2 separate regions of the Mus musculus genome follow, and region 1 is linked to region 2. A link is a contact called in public promoter capture Hi-C data. All regions are on one chromosome and are shown on one strand. The core of a region is the stretch at or near the end of the contact, and the rest is flanking DNA. Distances in the headings are between cores, read along the strand shown.

Region 1 (6,763 bases), core at 2,377-4,876, 260 kb after region 2:
AGAGATGGGGGAAGGAAGATTAAACAATTCAAGGTCGCTGGGCAAGGTGGCATTTGCCATTAATCCCAGCACTTGGGAAACTGAGGCAAATATGGTTAGCTGGTTCTTAGCTTGGCTTTTTACATTTGTTTTGATTTGTGAATAGCAGAGTGAGTGAGTTTATTAGATTTGTTAAAATACACTGAACACGTATTTTTGTTGTTTTGCGGTTTTTTTGTTGTTGCTGCTGCTTTTTTTAATTTTAATTTTAATTTTTAATTTTTTTTTAATTTTTTTAAGACAGGGTCTCCTGGTGTAGCCCAGGCTGGCCTCAAACTCACAGTAATTCTCTCTCTCTCCTCACTTCTGGGGTCAAAGGCACATGCCAGCCGGTCTATTATACTTTTTTAAGTTGTTGATTTGTTTGCTTATGGTTTTTCAAGACAGGATTTGGGTGTTTTGGAACTTGCTCTTTAGACCAGGCTGGCCTCAGTGGCCTTAAACTCACAGAGCTCTGCCTGTCCCTGCCTCCCAAGTGCTGGGATTAAAGATGTGCACCACCCCTCTCAGTCCCCCAGCCCAAATCATGCATTCTTATCATGGCTCCTGGTGACTTCTAGAAATGAACTCTCTTTGAAGGCCTTGATACGGGGCTGCAGGCTGTGGAGCATGAAACCATCGGGTTGTGTGTGTGTGTGTGTGTGTACATGTGGGTACAAAGATACATACATGTACATACGCACATAGATGTATGCCATGGTGTACCTGGAGAAGCTGGAGGCCAGTGAGCAGGAGCCAGTTCTCTTACACCTTGGGGGTCGAAGGGATCCAGCTCAGGCCATTTGGCTTATTGGCAGGCAGTTTTACTCACCAAGTCATCACTCTGATTGGATTATCTTCTGAGAGCAAGTCTCCCATAGCCAGGCCAACCTCTGACTTGCTCTATTGGATTCTGATCCTTTTGCCGCCGCCCACCTGCTGCTATTGCAGGTGTGCACCACCTCACCGGAGTATGTGATGCTTAGCATCAAACGAGGGGGAGCCGGGAGGGCTTCGTGCATACCAGGCAAATGCTCTCTCGAATTGAGTTACATCTCTGACCCCAAGGGGATGGATTTATGCAAGCCAAAATAGCAAGCCAGCTGCAGTGTGGCCAGAAAGCACTGTGAGTCCTGAGAGAGATAAAACAAGTCAGGAGGTGCCCCTGAGTACCCAGGTGACTCTCTTGGGAGTGCAAGCCTGTGCGGCTCTTGCCATGGAGATGTGGCGTTCTGAACATCTGAGCCTGGACACTATCCCTGCTGCCCCTGGCCATGTGTGGCCAGTAAAGGGGACCTTCTGCAGGCCGCACCCAGAGCCTGAAGTACCTATCTCCTGGGCCAGGCCAGCATCATTGTGTCAGGAAACCCTCCTGGGCCTCAGAGAGGACATAGTGCCCTGGACTTTGCCTTGAACTTCTCTCTTGAGCAGAATTCCTGCTGAGAGCGGTGCCCTACAAGTGAATGGAGTGGGTAGCATATCCCAGGTCTCTCTGATACAGGGAGAACGTGGAGATCAGGGGTGCTTTGAAAATCTTGGCACACACTTACAAACAGCTGTGCCAAAGCCTCGGAACAGAGCAAGCCCAGCCCTGTCCACAGATCCTCTGGGATGCACTGTACTGTGGTCAGAGGTACAGAGTTAGGGAACCTAGGGTGGGGATCCATTCAGACTGGGGATGAGGAAGGTTCTAGAAAGGTTTGCAACATGACTGGTAGCTTCAGATGCAGAACAGGATTTGGGCAGCAATGAATGATGCTGTCCATAGTCACAGGTGGAGGAGGTGCTGGGGTGACAGGCTTATTTGGGGAGTGGCAGGGGAGTGTGGGACGTGCAGTTAGAAGGGACAAGTTGGGACCTGACACCAGAGGGCTATGGGAGCAGCAAAATGACCAACTCTGATTTCACAATGGCGACAGCCAGGCAATTGGGAAGGCAGAGGGAGGGCAAGGGCAGGGAGGAGGCTGGAGGAGCCATTCCAGGATGTCCCCTGAGAGGAGACACTGTCCCAGGAGAGGGCTTCTGGGGTTGTCTTTGGATACCTGGGGGAGCTAGGATAGGATGCGTGCAGGCTGGAGCAGGTGAGGAGGGTCTGAGAGTCTGGAGATTCGCCGGAACATTGGCTATAGCTTGTTATTGCTGTGGATTGCGGAAAACCCAGATTTCAGAGACTCTGACACCATCAGAAACAGTAGGGATAGCTTATGGCTGGAGAAAAGATAATCTTTGTGTGTGTGTGTGTGTGGGGGGGGGTAGGGGTATAAATTCCAATGAAAAGAAAACAAGCCAAGCATGGCCAACTGAGCCAGAGTAAGAGTTTGAGGGTGGCGGGCTCAAGTGTCTGATGTGCGGCCATGGAACCCCAGATAGAGTCCCCAGCACCTGTGACAGAAAGCCAGGCCTGGCCATGCAGCTCTCTGACCCTGATCGCCAAGAGCTCAGAGGACAGCTCCCAGGAATCAGCTCTTTCCTTTCACTGCGTGGGTTCCAGGGATGGAACTTGAGTCACCCATGGGTTCCAGGGATTGAACTTGTGTCACCCATGGGGTTCAGAGATTGAACTTGATTTACTCATGGGGTTCAGGGGCAAGCGCCGTCGTCGCCCACAGAGTTGTCTCACTAGCTTTGGGAGAGGTCACTCTGCTTGCTTACTCACTCGCTCCACTTTTACATATCACACAATTACTTCTACCCTCACAACTGCCCTTCCCAGGTGGCATTTGTTCTTTTCTTTTCTTTCTTTCTTTTTTTTTTTTTTTTGAGACAGGATTTCTCTGTATAGCCCTGGCTGTGCTGGAGCTCACTTTGTAGACCAGGCTGGCCTCGAACTCAAAATCCACCTACCTCTGCCTTCCAAGTGCTGGGATTAAAGGCGTGCACCATCATACCCGGCTAAAATCTAACTTAAAAAAAAAAAATCTAAAGACGAAGCTCCGATCAGTCGATCAGAGCTGGGCGTGGTGGCGCACTCCTTTAATCCCAGGAGGCAGAGGCAGGCGGATTTTGAGTTCGAGGCCAGCCTGGTCTACAAAGTGAGTTCCAGGACAGCCAGGGCTATACAGAGAAACCCTGACTCGAAAATACAAAATAAATAAATAAATAAATAAATAAATAAAAGCAGAAAAAAAGTTAGATTTAAAAAATTCAGTATCTGAAACCCATTTATTGCAATTGATCAATACACATATGCCTCTTTGTGGAGGAGAACTGGGTAAATTCAGATATAATTTGCATTTAATAAAATCCCTCTTCTCGTTTTTTCGTTCAGTGCTAAGGATGAACCCTGGGTTGTGCACCCCCAGTTCTAATTTTAACTATACACATGGATCCCAGGGATTGAACTCAGGTTACCAGGCTTGGCAGCAAGAGCCTTTACCCACTGAGTTGTCCCGACAGCCCCATGAGTCTTGACATCCACAAAATTAGGTAGTCAGTCTCATAGTCAGCAATGTCCCATCACCCCGAAGCGCCCCAGCACCAGCCTTGCAGCTGCCTCTTACATGCCACCCATCTGAGAACGGCATCTTTGCCCAAACCCAGCCTTGGCTCCATGTCAGTTCTTGGCTTCTGTCCACTTCTGACTCACCCATGAAACACGTGTGAAAGAAACTCCAGCCCGTTGTTTCATAGTTTCCTATGATCTGGATTTGGCCGATTGTGCCCCTCTGGGGCTTGTTTAGAAAAGCCGCAAAGACTCTCATTTCCTCAAGTGACCTTTATTTTGGGATCCGCTCTCCTTTAAAATCGCAGCACTGCCTGGAGTCAAGGCTGCAGGCGGCTCTTACGTCCGTCTGTCTTTATCTTGGCGCGTCAGCAGATGGAGGAGCATCTGGGGGTCTTGGTTCTTCCAGTCAGGGACACCCTTTTTATATAGATGGCCTTGCACCTGTGGTCACTAAGCTAGAAACACAGATGTGTTTCTTAAAGAAAAAGGCATGGCTGGAAGGAGTGCTCAACAGTTAAGAGCACTGGCTGCTCTTACAGAGGGCCTGGGTTCCATTCCCAGCACTCACATGGTGGCTCACAGAGGGTACCTGGTTACACACATGGTACACAGACATATGCAAACAAGACACTCATATATATAAATACCTAAATAAATAAATAAATCTAAAAACTGTTTTTCAGAGAGAGAGAGAGATAGAGAGAGAGAAAGAGAAAGAGAAAGCTCTAGGTGTGGTGGCCCCTGCATTTAATCCTAACATTAGGGAGACAGAGGCAGAGAGGCAGAGGCAGAGGCAGGCAGATATATGGAAGTTCAAGGCCAGCCTGGTCTACAGAGAGAGTTCAGGATAGCTAGAGCTATTAGGAAGAGAAACTTGGTCTTGAAAAAAAACATAGAGAAAGAGAGGGGGTGGGGGGAGGGAGGGAGGGAGGGAGGGAGGGGCATGTAAGAGACAGCTGTCGATGTGAAGAGTGGGCAGGGGACACAGTGTCTGACCCAGAAGTGTCTAGAAGAGGCCCCTCTGCAAGCTCTGGTCTGGGACCTCTACTGTCACCAGTTGAGGTCACCTGCATTTTTCTGCTCTCTGAATAAGTGGGTTCTGGCCTTCCTGTTGACACTCCAGATGTGGCCTGCTCACTCCAGATGTGGCCTGCTCAGGATAACTGCAATAGAAGCACTTTAGCCCACTATGTCGACTTCTTTGCTGTCTTGGCTAGGGTTTCTACTGCTGTGATGAAGCACCGTGGCCAACAGGAGCTTGGAGGGAAAGGGCTTATGTAGCTCACAGATCCAAGAAGCCAAGGCAGGAATTCAAACAGAGGAGGAATCTGTAGGTAGGAGCTACAGGTGCCGAGGCCACAGGGGAGTACAAGGGTCAAGGAGCACCACAGCCAGCAGAGTAATGATCTACAAGAGGCAAGAAAAGTAGTTCACAACTAAGTAGCCAGGATTGGTTTGACCTTAGGGAATTGGACCCCAAATAGTTTATTGTAGGCACATCTAAGCACAGCATGATACAGTGACAACCCTCCTGGTGATAATTAACTCAATCTCACTATACAATAAAGCTTAAGACGTAACTACTTCAAAACTCTTTGTAACTTACATGTGACATCTTCCATAAAGATGGAGCCTGTAGGTTTGACTACATGTGATAAAATAGGTTCTGTGGCTTGATGAGCTCACACTCTAGGGAGGATCTGGTGTGGTCTCTGTCACACTGATAGCCCAAAAGGTCACCAGGCCAGCCTTCTGGGTGGATGGCGAGTGCTGCTTACCGGTTTGCTCAGCCTTAGCTCTTATAGAACCCAGGATCACCAGCCCAGGAATGGCCCCACCCACAGTGACTGGGGCCTCCCCTGTCAGTCACTAATTAAGAAAACACGCTACAGGTTTACCTACAGCCAGATCTTATGGAGGCATTTTCTTAATTGGGGTTCCTGCCTCCCAGATGAATGACATTAGCTTGTGTCAGATCAGTAAAATTAGCCAGCACGGTGGCCCTGGTTTTTTTTGTTCCCCTTTCCTTTTGTCGTCTCACTAGCTCAGGCTAGCCTCTGCTATGTACCTGTGTAGAGGATGACATTGAACTCTGATTCTTCCTAGTATAAATGTCCCAGTCATCGCAATGGCAAGTTATGTGGTGCTGGGGGTGGAACCCAGGGCTTCGTGTGGTAGAAAACTACTCGGCCCACTGACTATATCCCCAGCTTTCTTTGTTGTTGTTTTTGTTTGTTTGGGTTGTTTGTTTGTTTGTTTTGGTTTTGTTTTTTGAGACAAAGTTGCTCTGTAGTCTAGACTGAACTCTGTCCTCACGTCTTAGCCTCCAAAGTGCTGGGATCGGAGATGGGCACCACCACCTGGCCCAAATCTTTTTCAAATTTAATTGCTGCCCCCTCCCCTTCCTGGCCACCTCTCCCACAATCCCTCCCCACTTCTCCTCTGAGAGGGTAGAGTCCTCCCATCCCCCATCAAGTCTCTCCAGGAACTAGGATTTGACCTGAGGCCCCTGTCAGCTCTCGCCCTTAGCTGGCTCCTAGCTCCCTTTGAAGTGGCTCCCCTGGGAGCGTAGCCCTGTGGAGCGCTACCTACTGGTTTTCATCATAGCTCCACACAGACAGAAGCCGGCCATCTATCCCAGCGGGGAGCTGCTGTCCCCTTCTGCCACTGTTCTCATGGCCCTTTCTGCCTGTTAACCCTGTGGCCTGGAGACGTTAGTCACCAGACAGCCAGGCTCTACAAGTTCAAAAGCAGCTTCCTGGGTCCCTCCCAGGCAGGGGACCATCCCAGGAGGAATCAGTTCTAACACACAGAAAATTAGATTTGAGTTGCCTCGGCTTTCAGAAGTGCTGCTTCTCCTTGCCTGGGACTGGAGAAAAAAAATGCACCCCCTTGAGGCATCTGGGTTCTCCCTGTGACTCAGAGCTCCCCCCCCCCTTCCTCTCTTCTTGCCCACTCTGGTGGCCTGAAGCTGACTTCAGAGACGCCTGCTCCCAGTGGAGGGCTGGGGGTGGGGTGGGGGGCTAATTGGAACCTTTCAGGCTCTGCTATGGAGCCATGTGGTGTCTGGCTCCCACAACATGGGCCAGCTGCCACCTGCACAACGCTCTGGGGTCTGGGCCTGGGTACCAAGAAAGGGGTTTCATAAGACACGCAACCTTTTGCTTGCTGTCCCCACTGCATGGGGCAGGAAGGGAAAGTCTATCTCCCTGTAGTGGCCAGGATGTGCCTGGGTGCCAGAGCCCCAGTGTCTTTGACTCCCCAGTTCTCTCCAGGGGCTCTTGGAGCAGCGAAGGGTGG
Region 2 (6,929 bases), core at 199-2,698:
GCCTGTGTGAGTGTCAGGGAGCTGCGGCTCACACGTGGATGTTGGAGAACAACCTTGAGGGTTTCTCTTGCACTGTGGGTTCTGCCAACCAGACCTAGGGGAGGCTTTCTCGTACATTATTAAAGAGAGGTTAGAGGCTGGGCACGGGGTCACACACCTACAATCCCGGTAAGATCCCGAGGTAGGAGAATCCCAATTTTGGGGCCAACCTGGTGGATACAGTGAAGCCCTGTCTCAAAACCACCATCAAACCCCATCAATAAAGAAGTGAAGAGCCGGCTCAGTGGTTAAGAGCACAGCTGCCCATCAAGGACTCTCTCTGATTTAGTTCCCAGCAAACCACTGTCCCTAACTCCAGTTCCAGACGATCTGATGCCCTCTTCTGGCCACTATGTGCACTGCAAGCATGTACAGACATGTATGTGGGCAAAACACCCATACACATAATACATACGATCAAATAAACAAGCAAATAAAAAATTTAAATGTAGCTCAGTTGGTGAGCAACTTGCCTCAGATGCATGAAGCCCCAGGTTTGATCCCAACTCTGTGGTACATGCCTGAAATCCCAGCATTCCAGGAGTCAGGAGTTCAAGGTTACCCTCAACTACACAGTAAATCGGAGGCCAATCTGGGCTACAGGAGACCCTGCCTCAAAATAAATTTAACTAAATAAATAAATGAAACAGGCCTGAGCTGAGGGCTGGAGAGATGGCTCAACGGTTAGAGGAGTACTTTCTGCTCTTCCAGAGATCCTGAGTTCAATTCCCAGCAACCACAACCATCTATACTGGTATCCGATGCCCTCTTCTGGCATGCAGGTGTACATGCAGATAGAATACTTACATACATAAAATAAATAAATAAATCTTAAGAAAGAAAAGTCATGGCTTGCTGGCCTCCTAGGACCCTTGGACACTGCCAGGCTGGGGGAACTAGAGCTCTCTGAGTCTGTAGCTATACCAGAAGTGGCTTCCATCTGCAGGCTCCTGTTCCTGGCAAGGGCTACTCTTCCTGTTGCTGAGCAAGAAGCCTCTTCCTGACCTCAGTTCCCACCATCTGACCCCCTTCCAGGGTTGGCCTCCGGAGGAGCCAGGCCAAAAGGATATTCCTGGCATGTTTCTCTTTCACGGCCACTTCCTGCGTATTAATGGCCTTATTGACGCTGACCGTCTGCAAAAACAAGATGGGGGAGGGGAAAGAGGATGAAATAAATAAGCCTCTGAGAGCTACTGAGACCCTCCCCTTCCCGCCTCCCCAACACCCCACTCCTCCAATGACCCTTGGTATTGCCAGGGGCCAAGAGAACATCGGGGCTCCAGATCCTCTTGAGTACCCAGGTTAGGGGACAGGGCGCAGAGGTGGGCAGCACTCCCAGACCAGCTGTCCCAAGCTGTCCCAAGGGAGCAGGCTTTGCTGCCTGGCATTGGCTGTGCCCAGCTGCTGTACCCGCCTGCTGCTCCGCTGGCTTGGCACAACAGCGTGGTAATTAAGGGGCCACACAAAGGAAAGGCTTCTTTACCCCCGGGGAAACATTATTCCTCAGAATGCAAGAGGAAGAGACGCTGATGTCAGGGGGGCCACTGCAGCCTGAGCCCCAGTCAACCACCCCTCTGCCACTTCTAAACCCTTCCCACGTGGGGCTGGCGAGATGGATCTGCAAGTAAATGCGCTGTCCCAGGACCTGATGAAGAAGTGCCCTTCCCAGGACCCCCATGAAGATGGCATGGGACAGCCCAATCCACAAAAATGTCCCCTGATCTTCATAAACAAAACTCCCACAGGGTTTCTCTGACTTGCCATTCACTCTTGGCCAACTTCCAACTTGAGGGCAAATCCCCTTTCCTTCCTCAATTACACAGAAAAACATGAAACTATTCCTTTCCTGTTGTTTTCAAAAGTCACAACTCTCTGTTAATTTTAATATAGACACGGTAATAGTGTGCATAAATGCTAATAATACCACCTAGGCTCTTTTGTTGTTGTTGAAAATTCTTAAAGGATTTATTATCTTTTTAAACTGTTATGTATGCACAGGTGACTGTGGGTATACACACTTGAGTGGAGGTGCCAGAGGAAGCCAGGGGTGTTGGAGCTAGGGTTGTGAGCCGCCTGATGTGGGCGCCTGGAACTGAACTCAGCTACTCTGCAAGAACACTGTGTGCTTTTAACTGCTGAGCCTCTTTCCCTAGACTCTGTTGTTTGTTTTTCTAAAAAGTCATTGTTGCCGGACGTGGTGGCCCACGCCTTTAATCCCAGCACTTGGGAGGCAGAGGCAGGCGGATTTCTGAGTTCGAGGCCAGCCTGGTCTACAAGGTGAGTTCCAGGACAGCCAGGGCTACACAGAGAGACCCTGTCTTGAAAAACCAAAAAAAAAAAAAAGTTATTGTTATTACTACTACTATTGCTATTAGATTTACTTATTTTGTACATCATGGAAGTGGACTGTAACCTCTTGTTTCACGTTTAACTGATCCGCCTGCCTCTGCCTTCTGAGCACAGGGATTAAAGGCGTTCACCACCACCGCTAGGTGCTTACTGCTAGATTTTTGAGGCAAAGTCTCACTAATGAACTCTCTACCCCAGATAGATTGATGTAAGACACACACACACACACACACACACACACACACACACACACTTGCCTCAGCCTCCTAGAGCAGATGGGATGACAGGAATGCACCACCAGGTCTAGCGCCACATATTCATAGTAACTGATATTTTTATTTCTAAGGGGTAGATTTCCAGGAGCCAGAGTATGCAGGTGAAATGTTTTATTTGGAGCCCAGTGGTTAAGAACACCAGCTGTTCTTATAATAGACCCAGGTTCAATTCCCAGCACCCACATAGCATCTTACAACCATCTGTAACTCTAAACTATCCAAGGGACCTGATGGCCTTTTCTGTCTCTCTGGGTACCAAGCACATACACGACACACGGACAGACACACAGACAAATCATCTATACACATAAAAATCTTTTTTTCCCTAAATTTTCTTTTTAAATCTTTCACTGTAGAAGCACTCAAACATATATAAATCCACCTTGGACTGGCCTGCTTCAAACTTGGTATATAGTCAGGAGTGACCCTGAACTTCTGTTCCACCTGCCTCCACCTCCTGAGTGTCCCCCATTACTGATTTATAATGGTGCTGGGACCCCATCTCCATGCATGCTAGATAAGTGTTCTACTAACTGAGCTACATCCAAGCACCCTGAAACTTCCCCTTCAAAAGTGGGTGATAGAGTGGTATGTGGTGCCTCCTCTGTGATCCTAATACTTTGGAGATAGAGGCAGGAGGACCCCTTGATCTTCTTCAGAGCCATCCTCAGGTCCCTAGCACACCCAAGGCCAGCCTGGACTACATGGGACCTTGCCTCCAAAGGAATAAACTAAAACCCTGTGACGGGTGGGCTTTGCTTCTCACAGTTGCCACCTATAGATCTTGTACTCAGGTATCACCAACCACTGACCCCAAATTCCCTGAGGCAGATCAATGCCAGACTCTAGATCACTTCACCTGTCAATCACTTCGGTTGACTGTGAGAAAAACTGGTTAAAGCTAGAAGAGGCCCCCACTGTGGGGAAAGGATCAGACATTAGGACAGTGTGACTGGTGCTGGGGCCCCACAGAAGGCTCTCGAGCAAGGCAGGGGCTTGCTGCCTGGGAGGTGTTTACTTCAGTGTTGTACTTAAGGGCTCACCACCTCCAGGCCTGGGTCCAGCACAGTTGAGGAGGAACTGGACTGGCACTGGGCTTGGGGAAGAAGCCCTTGTTTTAGTGGCATCGCTCAGTCCTGAGACAAAAGGTAGTTTATAGCTCACAGTCTGAGGGTACAGCCCATCATCGTGGGTGAGACACGGGAACAGGAGCGTGAGGCGTCTGGTCACACTGCACCCACAGTTGGGAAGCAGAGAGAGGTGGACGTGGCTCACATTCAGAGTGGGTTTTCCCATCTACTTTAACTCGGTCCAGAGACTCCCTCACAGACAGGTGCAAGGGCTTGTCTCCGGTGATTCTGAGCCCTGCCACACTGACGACAGATATTAACCACCAGGCTAGCAAAACGGCTCTGTGGGTTAAACGTGCTTGCCAATAATCCCCTAGAACCTGCATGGTAGGAGAGCAATTACTCTGAAAAAGGAATGTGTGACTGTCACACATGTACCCTCGTACTTCAGTCCCGCCACACACACACAGAGTAAACGTAAAATGAAAATACTGTCATAAGTTCCCTGGGGGAAGTGTAAGGCCTCCTACCATCCCCGCCCGGAACCTAAATGTTACCCCATATCCTCTCCTGTAGCTGGGAGTGGGCGTGGGATGGGGTGGGGGTGGGGCAAGGGAGGGTTACATCAAAAGAGTTCATTCAGTGTTGCCAGTGTGCCTGATATCGTCCTGGCAATAGGCACCAGTGTGGAGATGACCTGACCATGGGTCTTGGCTATAGATCAGCTTCTATAACCAACACAGCCTTTCAGGACTCTCCGGCACCAGGCAGGTCTGCGTGTCAACATTTATCCCAGGAGGGCCTTAAAATCACTACGTAGCAGAGGATGACCTTGAACTTCTGACTTTTCTGCCTCCACCTTCTGAAGGTTGGGATTACAGGTCTGCAGCACCAGGCCCAGTTTATGTGGTGCCAGGGATGGAACCCACAGCCCTCACACATGCTAGACTAGCAGTCCACCAACGGAGCTTATCCTTGACCCCACTCCCCGCCGTTTTGAGACAGGATCTCACCAGTTCAGAGTGGTCTGGAACTGACATATCTCCAGCTCCAGTCTTCTCAGTGCTAGGATTAACAGGTATGTGCCCCCCCCCCCCCATGTGTGGCTCATACTGTGCTTTTAAAAGCAAGCTCTGATGTGACCAGGCCTGGAGGTGCTGGCCTGTAATCCCAGCCACTGGAAGAAGTTGAAGCAGGAAGATGGTTCAAGGCCCACCAGGACTACAGAGTGAGTTCAAAACCATGCTAGGAAATGCTAACATCATGTGGCAAAAGAAGGGGGATGGGGGCAGATCTGAGTCACCCAGAGCCCTCAGGATATCAGTCACCTCTATGTGTCTGGGGCAGATGTTCCATTGAGACCACTTTGCCTAGATAATAGCCTCATATCCCATCCTACATCACACATACTCCTATATCCGCCCATACTGCAAACACAACATTCTGAGGCTGGCAAGATGGATCTGCAGGAAAAGGTGCTCATTGCACAGCCTGGCAACCTGGGTCCAATCCCCAGAACCCACACAGGAGACATCGGCATATGGTCTTCTGAAGTCCACATGCACGCCTAGGCATGTGCATGATCCACCTCTGCATACATGAATAAATGTCACTTTAAAAGACTTAAAGACAACATTTTACCATTTTTTTGTATAACACCCCTCTCGGCTCTGGTTTAGAAACAGGTCTTACGTAGCTCAGGCTGTACTAGGATACACGATGCCGTCCAGCCTAGCCTTCTACATCAGCCTCCCAAGGCCAGGGGTAGAAATGTACACTACCACACTCAGGTAACAACACTGTATATACTTAGCAATTGTCTTTCTCCCATAAAGACTAAAATCCAAGCCAGGTGGCGGCAACACATGACTTTAATCCCAGCACTCTATCCAGAGAGAAGTGAGTGGATCTCTGCGCTCAAGGCCAGCCTGGTCTACAGGGCAAGTTCTAGGATAGCCAGGGCTACACAGAGAAATCTTGTCTGAAAAACTGAAGAAGAGGAGGAGGAGGAGAAGTAAAATCCAAGGGGCTAGGGGAGACATCTCAGTAAGGTTCCTGCCATACAACCACGAACCCCAAGTTCAATCCATAGCACCCACATAAAATCCAGGTGTGATGCACATCTTATAACTGTACAATTCCATCTGGGGTGCACGACACAGAGGCAGAGCCAGGCAGGTCCCTAGAGCTCACTGGTCAGATGAACTCCGGGCTCAGGGAAAGGCCCTGTCTGGAAAAAAGCAAGATGGAGAACAAGCAAGTAAGACACTTGAAGTTGACTTCTGGCTTCCACACGCACACACACACATGCACAGACATCTATACATCACACTCACCACACCCACACAGACACAAATCTATATATCACACCCATACCCACCCACACTGACACGTCTATACATCACACATATGCACATGAACACACATGCAACACACTCACAGAGACATGTCTATACATCACACACACATGCACACACACGCACACGCTCACACAGAGTCACTCACATGTCTATACATCACACACATACATGCACATATCAACACAAATTAAAACACACATCCAGGTTGTAAGCTCTGGTTTGTTCTTCTGTATGGTCCTACACCCTCTAAAGCAGGGCAGGATGGAGTCCCCAGGCCTCAATGCTGCCTGCTCCCAAACACCGCTCAGTTGCAGCCCAGATTTTGAGGGAAATCAGTCTAGACAGATCCAGTTCTTTTGCAGCGGAGTGCAAGTAGGAGCAGAGGGTGGGGGTGCTCCTAGGGCAGAGGGTGGAAGTTGGGGGCTCTGTGTCTCACCTCTGAAGGGGGGTCTAGGTTCGAGAACATCCTTTGAGAACACTCTGTTCTCTTTATTCCGCTGGAGTCACACGGGACCTACGGCCAGCAGTGGCTCTCCTGAAAGAACAGCATTGTGCAGCACTTCCTGGCCCAGCTGGCCCCTGTGTCCCCAGCTGGTCCCTGAGAGCCAATTATCAGCAGGCTCTGAAGGAAGGGAGGCTTTCTCTCTTTACTTCTCTGCCTCCCCTTCCAGTCCTCTCTATTTACAGACTCCCTCCAGGCAGATCAGCCTGGATGTAACCAAAGGGAAGTTTTGGAGCCTTGCTACTTGATAGAGCAGGAAGTGTAGCCTGGGCTGGCTTGCGGAGCAACTGGGCATTGTCCAGTCACGCACGCAACTCTGGGCTGCAGCCCAGCT

What was found. Capture Hi-C pulls out chosen DNA fragments and counts their contacts.
Region 1: a promoter capture Hi-C map of adipose tissue shows a contact between it and region 2. The contact joins two enhancer-like sites.

Annotation. Positions count from the first base shown.
Region 1 is chr5:135,718,720-135,725,482 of GRCm38.p6, forward strand. All of the region lies in intron 2 of Por (P450 (cytochrome) oxidoreductase), which reads left to right. Among named protein-coding and RNA genes, the nearest start is that of Mir7034, 14 kb to the right of the region's middle. Within about 2 kb of position 3,627, at least 72 of the 459 cell types and tissues checked have an H3K27ac peak or open chromatin away from gene starts, as enhancers often do. A contact at or near this core is called in adipose tissue, where this site is marked.
Region 2 is chr5:135,459,298-135,466,226 of GRCm38.p6, forward strand. It overlaps Hip1 (huntingtin interacting protein 1), which reads right to left. Exons shown (of 31, transcript NM_146001.2): 2 at 1,110-1,173. Among named protein-coding and RNA genes, the nearest start is that of Pom121, 68 kb to the left of the region's middle. Within about 2 kb of position 1,449, at least 79 of the 459 cell types and tissues checked have an H3K27ac peak or open chromatin away from gene starts, as enhancers often do. A contact at or near this core is called in adipose tissue, where this site is marked.